Regions from separate parts of the Oryza sativa genome. Here region 1 is linked to region 2. Evidence: chromatin contacts called from public HiCAR-type data. All regions are on one chromosome and are shown on one strand. The core of a region is the stretch at or near the end of the contact, and the rest is flanking DNA. Distances in the headings are between cores, read along the strand shown. Region 1 holds the start of LOC4345278. Region 2 holds the start of LOC4345268 (4-hydroxybenzoate polyprenyltransferase, mitochondrial).

Evidence for each region. HiCAR-type assays count read pairs that join an accessible place to other places.
Region 1: a contact with region 2 is called in a HiCAR-type map of leaf, with 2.7 times the contacts expected there. The contact joins the promoter of LOC4345278 here to the promoter of LOC4345268 in region 2. A contact is called at or near these places in 1 of 15 Hi-C or Micro-C datasets (panicle) and 1 of 4 datasets of contacts at active chromatin or transcription factors (leaf).

The regions. Positions count from the first base shown.
Region 1 is chr8:14,397,312-14,403,325 of ASM3414082v1, reverse strand. It overlaps LOC4345278, which reads right to left and starts at 4,744. Exons shown (of 7, transcript XM_015795023.3): 1 at 4,486-4,744; 2 at 3,894-3,986; 3 at 2,763-3,768; 4 at 1,113-2,665; 5 at 902-1,030; 6 at 666-830. The coding sequence starts at 3,964. The coding sequence ends at 779.
Region 2 is chr8:14,148,426-14,154,226 of ASM3414082v1, reverse strand. It overlaps LOC4345268 (4-hydroxybenzoate polyprenyltransferase, mitochondrial), which reads left to right and starts at 4,404. Exons shown (of 9, transcript XM_015793105.3): 1 at 4,404-5,157; 2 at 5,254-5,389; 3 at 5,628-5,749. The coding sequence starts at 4,682.

The DNA.
Region 1 (6,014 bases), core at 3,495-5,994, 250 kb before region 2:
AGTCCCTGGTGGCTCGTCTCATTCGCTCGATGCCGACGCACTCCATCGCCTCATTGCCACTACTACCGCATCGGTAGGCCCAGCACCCCTGTCCCCATGCCTCACCATCGCCACGTAGGGGTGGTAATGGGTCAAGGCCCATGGGCTCTTTCACAACCCTAGCCCTCAAATATTTTTAAGCCAAAAATGTATAAAAATTGAGCCCAGCCCCTTTTTAAACCCAGCCCTCCAATTTTCGAGTGTAAAATGTTGGGCCCATTACCACTCAGGCCGCCACAACCATGGCCATACCCTGCCACTGCACAGCACCACCACCACCACCACCACCACCACCACCACCACCGTGGGTCGCCACTACCGCCCCGATGGCAGGCCCCACGGCACAGCAGAAGCAGGCAAAGCGTTAGCATGAAGAGAACAAATTATTTGATGGAGTTGGCAAAGCAGCAGCAGTAGCAGTAGCAGGAATTACTTGATGGAAATTACAAGCAGCAGTAGCAGGAATTATTTGATGTCGTGCAAAATGGACATATCAGACTATGAGAGATCAATTGATGTGGAAGATTTCATTTTGGTTCGTTTGCCATGTAATGTAAATACTATGTAATGTAAAGAAGATGATTTTGGTGTCTTTCGTCTCTGTTTTTCACTGCTTTGTGCCATACCTGTGCAGGATTGATCAAGGACTTGGAGCTTACAGAACTTTTAGCATCATGTACAAGTAAAAAGCTTCAGCAGCATACTGATCACACACAAAAAATTTCCAGCAGCATGCTGATCAAGCACAATAAAAATTGTCTTCTCCAGCAGCCTTGGTCAACGCCAATTGCCTTGAATAAATTGAGTGTTAGTTAAAACATAAGGCAGGATCAACAATACCATTCAAATAGAAAGATCTTACCTTTCAGAGACAGGTCCAGGACTAGCATTGCTGGAATCATTTCTTGAAACTTTTTGTCTTTTGGGTGTGCTAGCACCCGCTGCACAACTAGTTGAACCTAGTGGTCTCCCTTGTTTGTCACTATTCTTCCTGAAAATGTAAAACAAGTAAATATATTTTCAAAAGGAAATGGACAATAAATATGCTAGAACAAGTAAATGTGTGATCTTACATTATTTTCTGGGAATTTAAAGGACATTTTGGAGATGTTGCCCTATGGCCCATGCCAAGACAGCTCTTGCACTGAACCTGCCACTTGCCTTTGGTCCTAAGCTTGCCTTGTTCTTTATCAAGACACCCAACTATCATGTTCTTCCTTTGCTTCTCTACGTCTTTCTTAGTCAGAGGTGGCAACAAATTGAAACCAAGATTGACTTTTGGCCATTGGGACTTATCTGAAAGTGGATGAATAACACCTGCATATGCAAGCTTATACTTTTGCACTGAATAGCAAGGATCCAAATAATCAGCCATTCTGGGGTTTCTAGTTGATATTATGAGAGCTAATGCATGTGGGCATGGTTTGCCAGAAACTTGCCACTCTCTACAGGTGCATGTATGTTTTGCAAGATTGACCCTATGCCTAATAATCTCATGTTCAGGAGTGATCTCAGCCACCTCTGCTTGGTCTCTATCACCTTGAACCACCCTCAAGTGGCCCAAGGATCTAGTCATTGCATTGAGTTGACGAACTATAATAGGGAGCATCTCACCATCTAGCTTCTCACCTATCTTCTTTCTCCTCGCCAATAGATCCATTATTTTTGACCTGATAGCATCTGCAAGCTCAGCAACTGGAAGATCCTTCATATCCTTAATCCATTTGTTCCATAAATCTGCCAGATTATTGCTAATGAAGTCACATTTTATCTCTTCTGAGAACTTGCTCCTCATCCAAAGCAGTTTGTGATAGGTTTCCAAGTATGGTTTCACATCTGAATTAGTCTCATGGATTATATTCATGTAGTGCTCAAACCTATCTTGCATGTAAGATCTAGCTGCAGGGTACATGTTCCCATACATCGGACCTGGGAACTTCTCTACGAAATTCTGCATCAAGTGACAAAAGCATTCTCTATGCTCTGCCCAAGGAAAAACACTTTTCACAGCATTCTCTAGCCCCTTACAAGCTTCTGAGCTTATTGCTAAGTGTGATGGTTTGCCTATTGCCTTGTGAAGCTGTTGCATAAACCAAGTCCAATTGTCAGTGGTCTCACTCTGAAAGAATCCAAATGCAACTGGAAACATCCAGTTGTGCCCATCTATGGATGTAACAAAAGGTAGATGACCATTCCATTTCCCATTAAAGGCTGTGGAGTCTATACTCAAGTATGGTCGGCATCCATTCATGAAACCATCAATGCAAGGTTTGAATGCACAAAAGAATCTACAAAAATAAATCCCATCATCATCCTCCTGTACATCTATCTCCACCACACTTCCAGGCATTTTCAGCTCAACCTCAGCCTTGAAGTTAAACAAATAGCTCTCTTCCCATGACCCAAATATCTGCTCCACAGCCTTCTGCCTACCTTGCCACACTTTTGAGTATCCTACTGTGACATTGTATTTGGTCTCTAACTCCTCTTTTAGCTTCTTTGCACCCATATTTGGATCCTTCTTTAGAAAAGGAATTGCCTTCTCTGCAACCCACTTATATGATACCATCTTTGTCTTAACTCCCTCAATAGATGTACAAGCATGTGCAAATCTGTTCAAAGTAACCTACAACACATAAATCCATTAGTTAGTAACATAAGACAGTTCTTACTAACAAACATAAATTTGAAATATGAGACAATTCTTAGCTAGTTGTTAGTACCTTCACAGATTTTCCATCAGGCATCAACCTTGCCACAATAGCCCATGGACATCCCTCAGCTTTGCAATAGCCCCTGAACCTTTCTGGATCAGACTTCTCTGTCCCAAGCTCAAATTGCCCCTTTATAGCGTGTTGCCTCACAGCTGATCTAAACTCAACCATACTTCCATATGAGCTTCCAACTATCATTGGAGGGTCATCCCTATCATAGAAAATTTCAGCTTCAAACCTAGCATCTATCTCTGCCTCATCAAGGTTCAAGTCCCGCTGTGCAAGACGTGGAGCTGGACCAGGAGCAGAATCCCTCTGCTTTTCAGCTTCAAGCCTAGCTTGATCCGCTCTCTCATCCTCAGTTCTGAGTCCAAGAAAATCATACATTTCATCTTCCTCCATTACAGGTAGTGAAGAACCAATTTGCTCCTCTGGAATTGGAGCTATCTCCAATCCATCCCAATCAATGACATGCTGAGGAACTTGCTCTTGTGGAATTGACATTTCATCTTCCTTCATCATGGGCACTGAAGAACCTATTTGCTCCTCTAGAATTGGAGATATCTTGAAACTATCCCAATCAATGAGATGTTGATTGCTTGAGTCTAGAGCATCACCTTGCTTGGCTGTCACAACCTCACCCATGACTAACTCATTTACCTCTGAAATAGAAGAGCTAGTAACTAATTGACCAGATTTATCCTCCACATCCACAAATAAAATCAGCCTCCTCTCCCTCTTCCAATCAAATAATGCATGCGCTAGATCCATATTATCCAAAAACTTTGTTTCCTTGCCAGTTCTCTTGTCATATCCATACACCACAACCTGTTGGCACCTACCCCATTTTACCCTGGCTGCAAAATCCTTTTCCAAGCTCTCTAATGTGCATTGTCGATAGTCTACAACCCATTCAGCGTATTTGCTTGGCACATGAACACTACTACCATCATCAAGCTTAGCTGTGTACTGACCAAACCGAACACACACAATAAACGCCGCATCAGGATCGATCCTATCATATAGGAAAAACAAAAATGAGAGGAAGACCATTAGTTTGCTTGCTAAATCGCTTCTGACCTAGTTTCTTGCTCCTCCTGTTGAACAATAATGGAGATGAGGATTTTTTTATGGCCTTACCCGGAAGGGAGCTCACTGGGAACTATGAAGTACGCCAACGCCTGCAAAGTGCCCTCCTTTGGAGCCACCATTGCCACCTCTCCCCCTCTCACCCTACAAACCAATTAGGAGTGGCATATAATGAAATCTCTCTTCCTACGCTGAAGGAAGGTAATAGTAATCAAGTCCATATTAGAAGAAGTACGATAGGCAAAAGTTATGTAATGGGCACATGTAATTAGTTAAAAATTACTATTAATTAGCGAATGCGATCAAGAAATAACCAATGCCTTTGGAGTACCTATCCAAGCCCCACCCCTACCCCTAAGGTTCCCTGGCCGGTTCCAGCGAGCGTTTTCAAAGTTTTGTTCCGTTTGTGGGAGATGCAGCTGAGTGAAGAGGCAGCGACGGCTAGCTAATTACTAATTGAATTTCATGAGGTGGAATTTACTTAGGCGAAACCGAATTTGATGTGACAATCCCATCTAGCCATCCAGGGGTGGGGTGGGGTGGGCATTAGGTCTACGGTTTTCTCAGTTTTTGTGAAACTTGGAATTCTAAGAAAAACCAACACAATTTAGCTAGCGAGAAGAACAAAGGAACTGAGCCGAACCTGCTTCTTCACAACCATACGACGACCCGACGCCGGCGGTGGGCAACCTCGTCGGGCGCGCCTTCGACTCCCACCGCTGCTCCGCCGCCGGTCGACCTCAAGCGCCGCCCTGCTCCGCCCCTGACCAGCCAGCCACCAGCGCTGCTCCGCCGACGACCAGCCTCCACCGCCGATACCTCCCGCCCGCGCACCTCTCTCACCGTCGCGCGAGGCGAGGCGAGGCGAGGCGAGCGAATCGCGTGCGGGCTAGCTGACGCTCGGGGTAGCCGGGTGGGGGGAATAATGGATTTTAGGGTTAGGGATTTGTGTTGTGGACTTGTGGGAAGGAAAAGATTTGGGTATTGGGTTTTGGGCCATGGATTCTATGATGGGTCGATGATTTTGTTCGGTGGAATAAGTCCATTTTCACTCCCGTGACCCGAATCTAATCCACACCCTAAACGGCAAAACCGGATATCTCAACCCCCGAACTATTGAAACTGGTGCAATTTGACTCCCTTGGTGGTTTTGGAGGGTGGTTTCGCTGGTGTGGCGCTGTTGACCTAGTCCGTGGGGTTGACATGGTGCTTAGGTGGCATTTGAATTAAAAACGTATGCGTGGGACCCGTTTGTCATTCACACACATAAAAAATTGTGGGGCCCACTGACATGTGGGCCTCACATGTCATCCTATCTCTCTTTCTTCTTCCTCCCTTCTCTCTTTCTTTCTCTTTCTCTTTTCTCCCCTTCGGCCGGCCACGGAGAGCACGGGTTGGAGCAGCGGCCAGCGGGAGCTGGAGCGGCAGCGGAAGCTGAAGTGGCGGCGGCGGTGGGCTGGACCATTCGGCTGCCGCATGCCCCCTCCATCTCCTCCTTCTTGTCATCCTCCTCCTCATATTTGTCATCGTCACCGCTGTCGCCGCCGACTTCCCCGACCACGCCGAGGTCGGCGTTGAAGGCGATGTTGTCCGGGAGCACCGCCGGCCCAAGGAGGATCTCCAACTGCGCCGCCGCCGCTGTTGACACTGACAACGCCGTTGTCGGAGGTTGCAAAGCCTCCACAAAACCCCGTCGCCGCCTCAAGCCCCTACGTGTTGTCCTCGCGCCCGCCGCTGCCTCATGCCTCGGCTGCGCTACTCCACCGCCGGTTGTCGCTCACCAAGCTTAAGTCTCGCTTAGTCGAGCCCACCGCCCCGCCCTCCGCCACCGCGGCTTCCTCCCCTTCGTCGCACGCCTCTCCCGCACACCCCACCGCCACAGGAGGCCACTTCCACGCCGCACACTCTAGCACATGCTCGCCAACCCTCCCGCAAGCCGTCGCCTCTCCGGTTCCCGCCCACTGTCGCTGCCCTTACCCGTCGATTGCTCTACGAGAGAGAAGGTGAAGAGAAAAGGGGGAGAGAAAGAGAGAGAAGGGAGAGAGAGAGGGAGGAGGAGGAAGAAGAGAAAGGATGACATATGGCCCCACATGTCAGTGGGGCCCACAATATTTTTTGTGTAAATCACAGATGGGTCCCATAGAATTTTTTTTAAAAAATCTAATGCCACGT
Region 2 (5,801 bases), core at 3,155-5,654:
CCCCCCTAATTGGTGCTTGCTTTAGGAGAGAGAAAGCTTCGTTTTCAAATGGTCAAGCTCGGGCCTGGAGGAGCATATATGGCCGATCATCGCATGCGGTCCCTTAAGCCAGCCGCATGCGAAGATCCATTATCGCATGCGGCTGCTTAGGACAGCCGCATGCGATAATGGGCCTATTTTCGCATGCGGCCGTCTTAAGGAGCCGCATGCCCTAATACATGCGGCCCCTTAAGACGGCCGCATGCGAAAATAGACCTATTATCGCATGCGGCTGTCTTAACCAGCCGCATGCGATAATGGATCTTCGCATGCGGCTAATCAACCCGCCCCGGGGGGGCGGTTTTTGCAGGCGCCGCCACAAGCGGCCCGCATGGAACCTACCGATCCCCTCGTACAGAAAAACGATTTTTGTAGTAGTGTATAACTTATGACGCATTACGCTTAGGTATATGATTCTAAAGTTGTTAAAAACCCCACCCCCACCCTTATGAGTTTGAGCATGAAATTTACCTAAAATTCAATCTACAGTGTATATAAAATTTCAATTATTAAGTTTTTAGTTTAACTCTTCACTATTTTTGTAAAAAATGTTCTAGATATAACTTATGAGGCATTACGCTTAGGTATATGATTGTAAAGTTGTTAAAATCCCCACCCCCACCCTTATGAGTTTGAGCATGAAATTTACTTAAAATTCAATCTACAGTGTATAAAAAATTTCAATTATTAAGTTTTTAGTTTAACTCTTCACTATTTTTGTAAAAAAAATGTTCTACATATACTGAAATTAATCAATATTTTAATAAATGTGAAATTTTATGTAACTTTTAGATTAAAAAACCTATAGCTATGTCCTCATAAGTATGTATGGTTTTACGAAATTTACTCTTTCAAACTTTATTCTCTCGAGGAGTAGACAGTAGCACGAAGCGCCGTCAGCCGGCTCATATGGCACTCTTCGCTACGACTATAACTTGCCAAATGGGTCGTGCCAAGCCGGGCTGACCCAATCACGACATTACTATTGTAGGCCCCGTCCTAGCAATACATGTAGCATGTGGGCCATGCCGGCACGGCCCATTCTCCCATCCCGTGTCTGGGCCAGCGCCTCAGCCCATGGGCCAACACGGCACCACCCATGGACACGGGCGGCACGGTCAGCCAGCCAGTCAGCGGTGGGGCAGGAGGACGCGAGCACGCGCAACGTGGCCACACGGGAGCAGGACGTGGCCACGTGGGAGCGGGACGGCGGGAGCGAGAGCGTGTGCCGCATGGCATCGTCAAGCGGTGGAGGGCAGGGCCGGGCAGGGAGGCGAGGAGTGCCGTACAGCGCCGCGCCCGCGCGTACAGCTCAGTGCGTCGCCACTCGCCAGCCAATACTATGGCGCCACGTGTCCTGTCCAGTGTTTGCAACGGCTAGGCCAACTAGCCAACGGCTATATTTGAGGAGTAGCCGTTGCAGCATGAAAAAAAAATAAAAATATGAAATTTCTTTTTAGCATTCTAGATCATCCAAACCTCTCAATTTATGCTTTCTTGTGCTCTTTTGTGTGCTAGTTCGTCTTTTTGTTTAGTCAAAATTTTTGTCAGAAATAAAAAATAGTGCACACCAGAGCTGTAAAGCCAAGGTGGTAACTGGTAATAAAGAAGTACACCATAATATTCATACTTCTGTATTGTTTGTATTTTATTTTAGGGTTAATTAGATCCATGCCATTGCAACTTTTACCATTTTCAGCTCTAGTCTGTCACCCTACACGCCAACGGCCCAACGTGTGAAAACGCCCCGCAGGAAGGGGCTCGCGCAGAGAGCATGCATCAGTGCACCGGCAGGTCGGTATCACTGGGTGAAGAAAGGGGATGCATATGTTGGAGAAGAAGAGATGGAGGAAGAAGACAAGGGTAATTTAGTCTAAAAGTTTAAGAAAATACATTGAAAGGGTAAGTAGTGGCATATTTCAAATAACTATAGAATTATAATGGCATGCCTTCAAATAGATGAATAGTAATGGCATATTTCAAAATCGTCAAAGTTACAGTGGTATAGATCTAATTAACCCTTTATTTATTTTATGTGAATAAATATTCTGAAAATTTGTTCACGTTGTTTTAACATTTCAGAATGGACGATCCGAACCTTCCGTCGTTCACGTTTGGTGATTTTTCGACCCTAATTACTTGTCGGGATCATTCCCACCTGGTGAGTATGATGCGACCAGGTTGGCTCCAACACCACCAGCTGTGGAGGAGCCGAGGAGGTACCGGCGGGTTTAGAAGGATTTGGTACTATGCGCGGGAGTGCATCGACGAACACCAGCTCAAAGAGATCAAGAACTTCCGGCGTTTGGAAGGCAGGTAACATTCGCGAAATGTAGAATATGCAAAAAATATCTGCAAAATCAATTGGTGGAACAATACACTTGAAGCAACATGCTTAGGCTTGTGTAAAGAAGCAATGAATCCAACTATGACAGCAGCAACTGCTACTAAATCCTGATGGTACGGTTACGTACATGGGAGAACGATCCTATAGTAGCTCGAGAATCTCTTGTCCGTTTAATTGCTAGACACGATTTATCCTTGAACTTTGGTGAGAGTGCTGCATTTGAAAATTACATCAAAACTTCTCATAATCCTAGGTTTTAAGCTGTTAGTAGACAAACCACAACCCGTGATTTAAAAAATGTCTATGACAAAGGTTGTGAATCACTGAAGGAATTATTTAGTACATGCAACTTTTCTGTTAATGTCACCACAAACATATGGAGTAGTAGGGGTAAAGAGGATTACCTTAGTGTAGTTGTACATTTCATTTATGATGACTGACAAATGCAAAAAATAGTTCTTGGGCTAAGGTCAATTGATGTTGCACATACTGATGAAAATATAGTAGAGAGAATTCGAGAGGTTATTAATGAGTATAGCCTTGTAGATAACATCTTTGCTGTAACAACTAATAGTGCATCTCTTCTAGGGCCATGCAAATTCTGCAACCCTTATTTTGTGTTTATGCTAAATCATTTCTTCTGCATCATCGTTGTGCATGCCATATTATTAATCTAATTGTTAAATGTGGTTTTAAGAGAGTGAATGTACCCATCGACACCGTTCGTCAAGCAATCACGTGGTTAACTGCTTCAAACCCACGGATTGCACAACGAAAAAGGTATTGTCGTGCATCGAATAAGCCCCGACGTAAGTTTATAACCGATGCGGAACATCGACGGAATGCCACTTATTATATGTTAAAGGATAATTACTTACTGTTTTTCTTCAACATGTAATAGACCAACAAACAGGGACAGCCAGGCAATACCAATTGACCGTACTTGGCATATTGTCGAATTGAAAGGTTCAATCAATTTCTTGAAACATTTCATAACTGTACTCTTCTTTTATCTCAAGTATATCATCCAGCAACTAATTTAATTTTGCATAATATTCTTGAAATTGCCACTCTGTTGAAAGAGTATGAAAATGGTGAACTTTTAATGTCCGCAGTCTCTAGTATGAAACAAAAATATCTTAAATATTGGAAAAACATCCCCCCATGTTTTACGCTTTTGCATTTATTCTTGATTCTAGGGGAAAATTACGGGGATTCCTCAATATTCTATCAATTATTGGAGATAATTAATATTGATTATTCCTATTATTCTGATGTTAAAACTAATTTTATGAGGTATTTGGGAAGTATGAATTAAAGTTTCAAGGAGTTCATTTGCAAAGACCCCCACCAGCCCCTGCAGCAGGTAAGAAAAAGTTACAGTGGAGCAGAATTTGGGGTGGCTCATCTTCTAGCCATGGTGGTGTAGTAGTTCGTCAGCAGCAAGTGGTGACGCTAGATCGCATGGTCCCGTTGAAGAGTTGTCCAACTATTTGGATAGCGACGCTATCAACCATGAATCATCTACTCGATGGTGGAACGATCACAAGATGTCATATCCTGTGCTTTCAAAACTAGCACGGGATGTGTTGACGGTGCCCGTATCTTCGGTATCCTCCGAATCAACCTTCAGTCTATGCGAAAGAATTATCGAGCAGCGATCATATAGAAATGCTACTAAAATTAAATATTGGGAGCTAGGAACATGCCCAATACACTCCCTGGTGGGGGTAGTATCCTGTGCAATCGCTGTCCTCCATGAGACCGTGCGTCTCGCGGTCCCCCGCGCGCCCGCCCGCTGAGGCGCTGAGCCACTCCCGCCTCCATTTTCCGCCTGTGCCGCGCTCCCCAGCAGCCCAGCCTCACTTCGGGCCGACCGTGCCAACGGGCTGACTAGGTCCATGGGCCATTGATGGGTCCGTGCCGGCCCGCTACAGAAGCCGTGCCTAACGGGCCGGGCTGAGCCGGGCCGCCCGTTTGGCCCGGTATAGCTGCGACTGCCTCCGTCTCCGGCGTTGGCCTCTGTCTCCGCCGGTGCCGCGACGGCGTTGGCCAACCCTCGACGGCACGGCCATCTCCCATCAAAACCTCAACCACAGAGCCGCCCACCATCGATGCCGCAACCGCCTCTAGACTCTAGTTCATCTCCCACTCCGGTGAGATCTCCCTGGTGAGCTTGTTGTTCTTCTTCAGTTCTTTTCTCTCTCTCTGTCTCCTGTCACTTGGCAAGTGGGGAAACCCTTGTAGATCCGAAAATTTTCCCTAGTTTTTTTTTTTCCTTTTCCAAACAAGCCCATGGCTCTACTCCGAGCAGCCGCCGCCGCCGACCTCCTCCGCCGCCACCGCCGCGCCCCGCTCCCACTCTTACTCTCCGCTCTCTCGCCGCCTCCACCGACCACCCCGGAATCCTGCCCCGACGGCCCCAGTCCCGTCGCCCCATACTTCGCTCCGCCTCCGCCTCCGCTATGCCGCCGCCGTCGAAGCTGGCCGCCTCCGCCTCCGCCTCCGCGCGTCTCGTCTTCCTCCTACGTCGGCAGGGGGATCCTGCTCCCCGCGACCTTCTCGATCTACTCTCCCCTCTCTACCTCCTCCTCCGCCTCCCCCGACGGCTCCCCGGATGAGGATTCCTCGCCGCCGCACCCGTCTCCCGCGGCGGCGCCTCCGTCCTCGTGGGTTGACAGGTGGCTCCCACAGGCGGCGCGCCCCTACGCCATGCTTGCCCGCCTCGACAAGCCCATCGGCACCTGGCTCCTCGCGTGGCCCTGCTTCTGGTACTATACTGTCTATAATCTACCACTGCTGCTACTAGTACACCACCACCACAGCAACCTACATGAGGCTGGAACCGTTTGTTTCTTTCTTCGTAGGTCAATCTCAATGGCGGCGATGCCGGGGGAGCTGCCTGACATGAGAATGCTGGCACTCTTCGGATGTGGAGCCGTCCTCCTCAGAGGCGCTGGATGCACGGTCAATGATCTTCTTGATCGAGACATTGATAACAAGGTGATTTGTGTTAATCGTTTCCGTTTCGTTGTACTTTCTCCTGTTAAGAGAAATGCCTTTCAGACTGTTGCAGTTTTCAAGTTAAAAAACCAATAACCATATTAAATGTCATCACCATATCACCAGTTGCTCCAAGAACAATTCAGTGGAATGGTCAACCAGGAACATAAAGCAGTTTACTCTCTGATGGGATTTCAGCATCTTGATCTTTGACAGAAAAGTATTTGTTTTCTTGTAGGTTGAGCGCACCAAAAGCAGGCCTTTTGCATCAGGCATTCTAACCCCTACACAAGGAGTGGGCTTCCTTGGATTGCAGCTTTTACTGGGATTGGGCATTCTTCTCCAACTAAATAACTATAGGTACATTGGCCTTGTTTGACTAAATAACAATAGGTGTTTTTCAAGGTTTTGT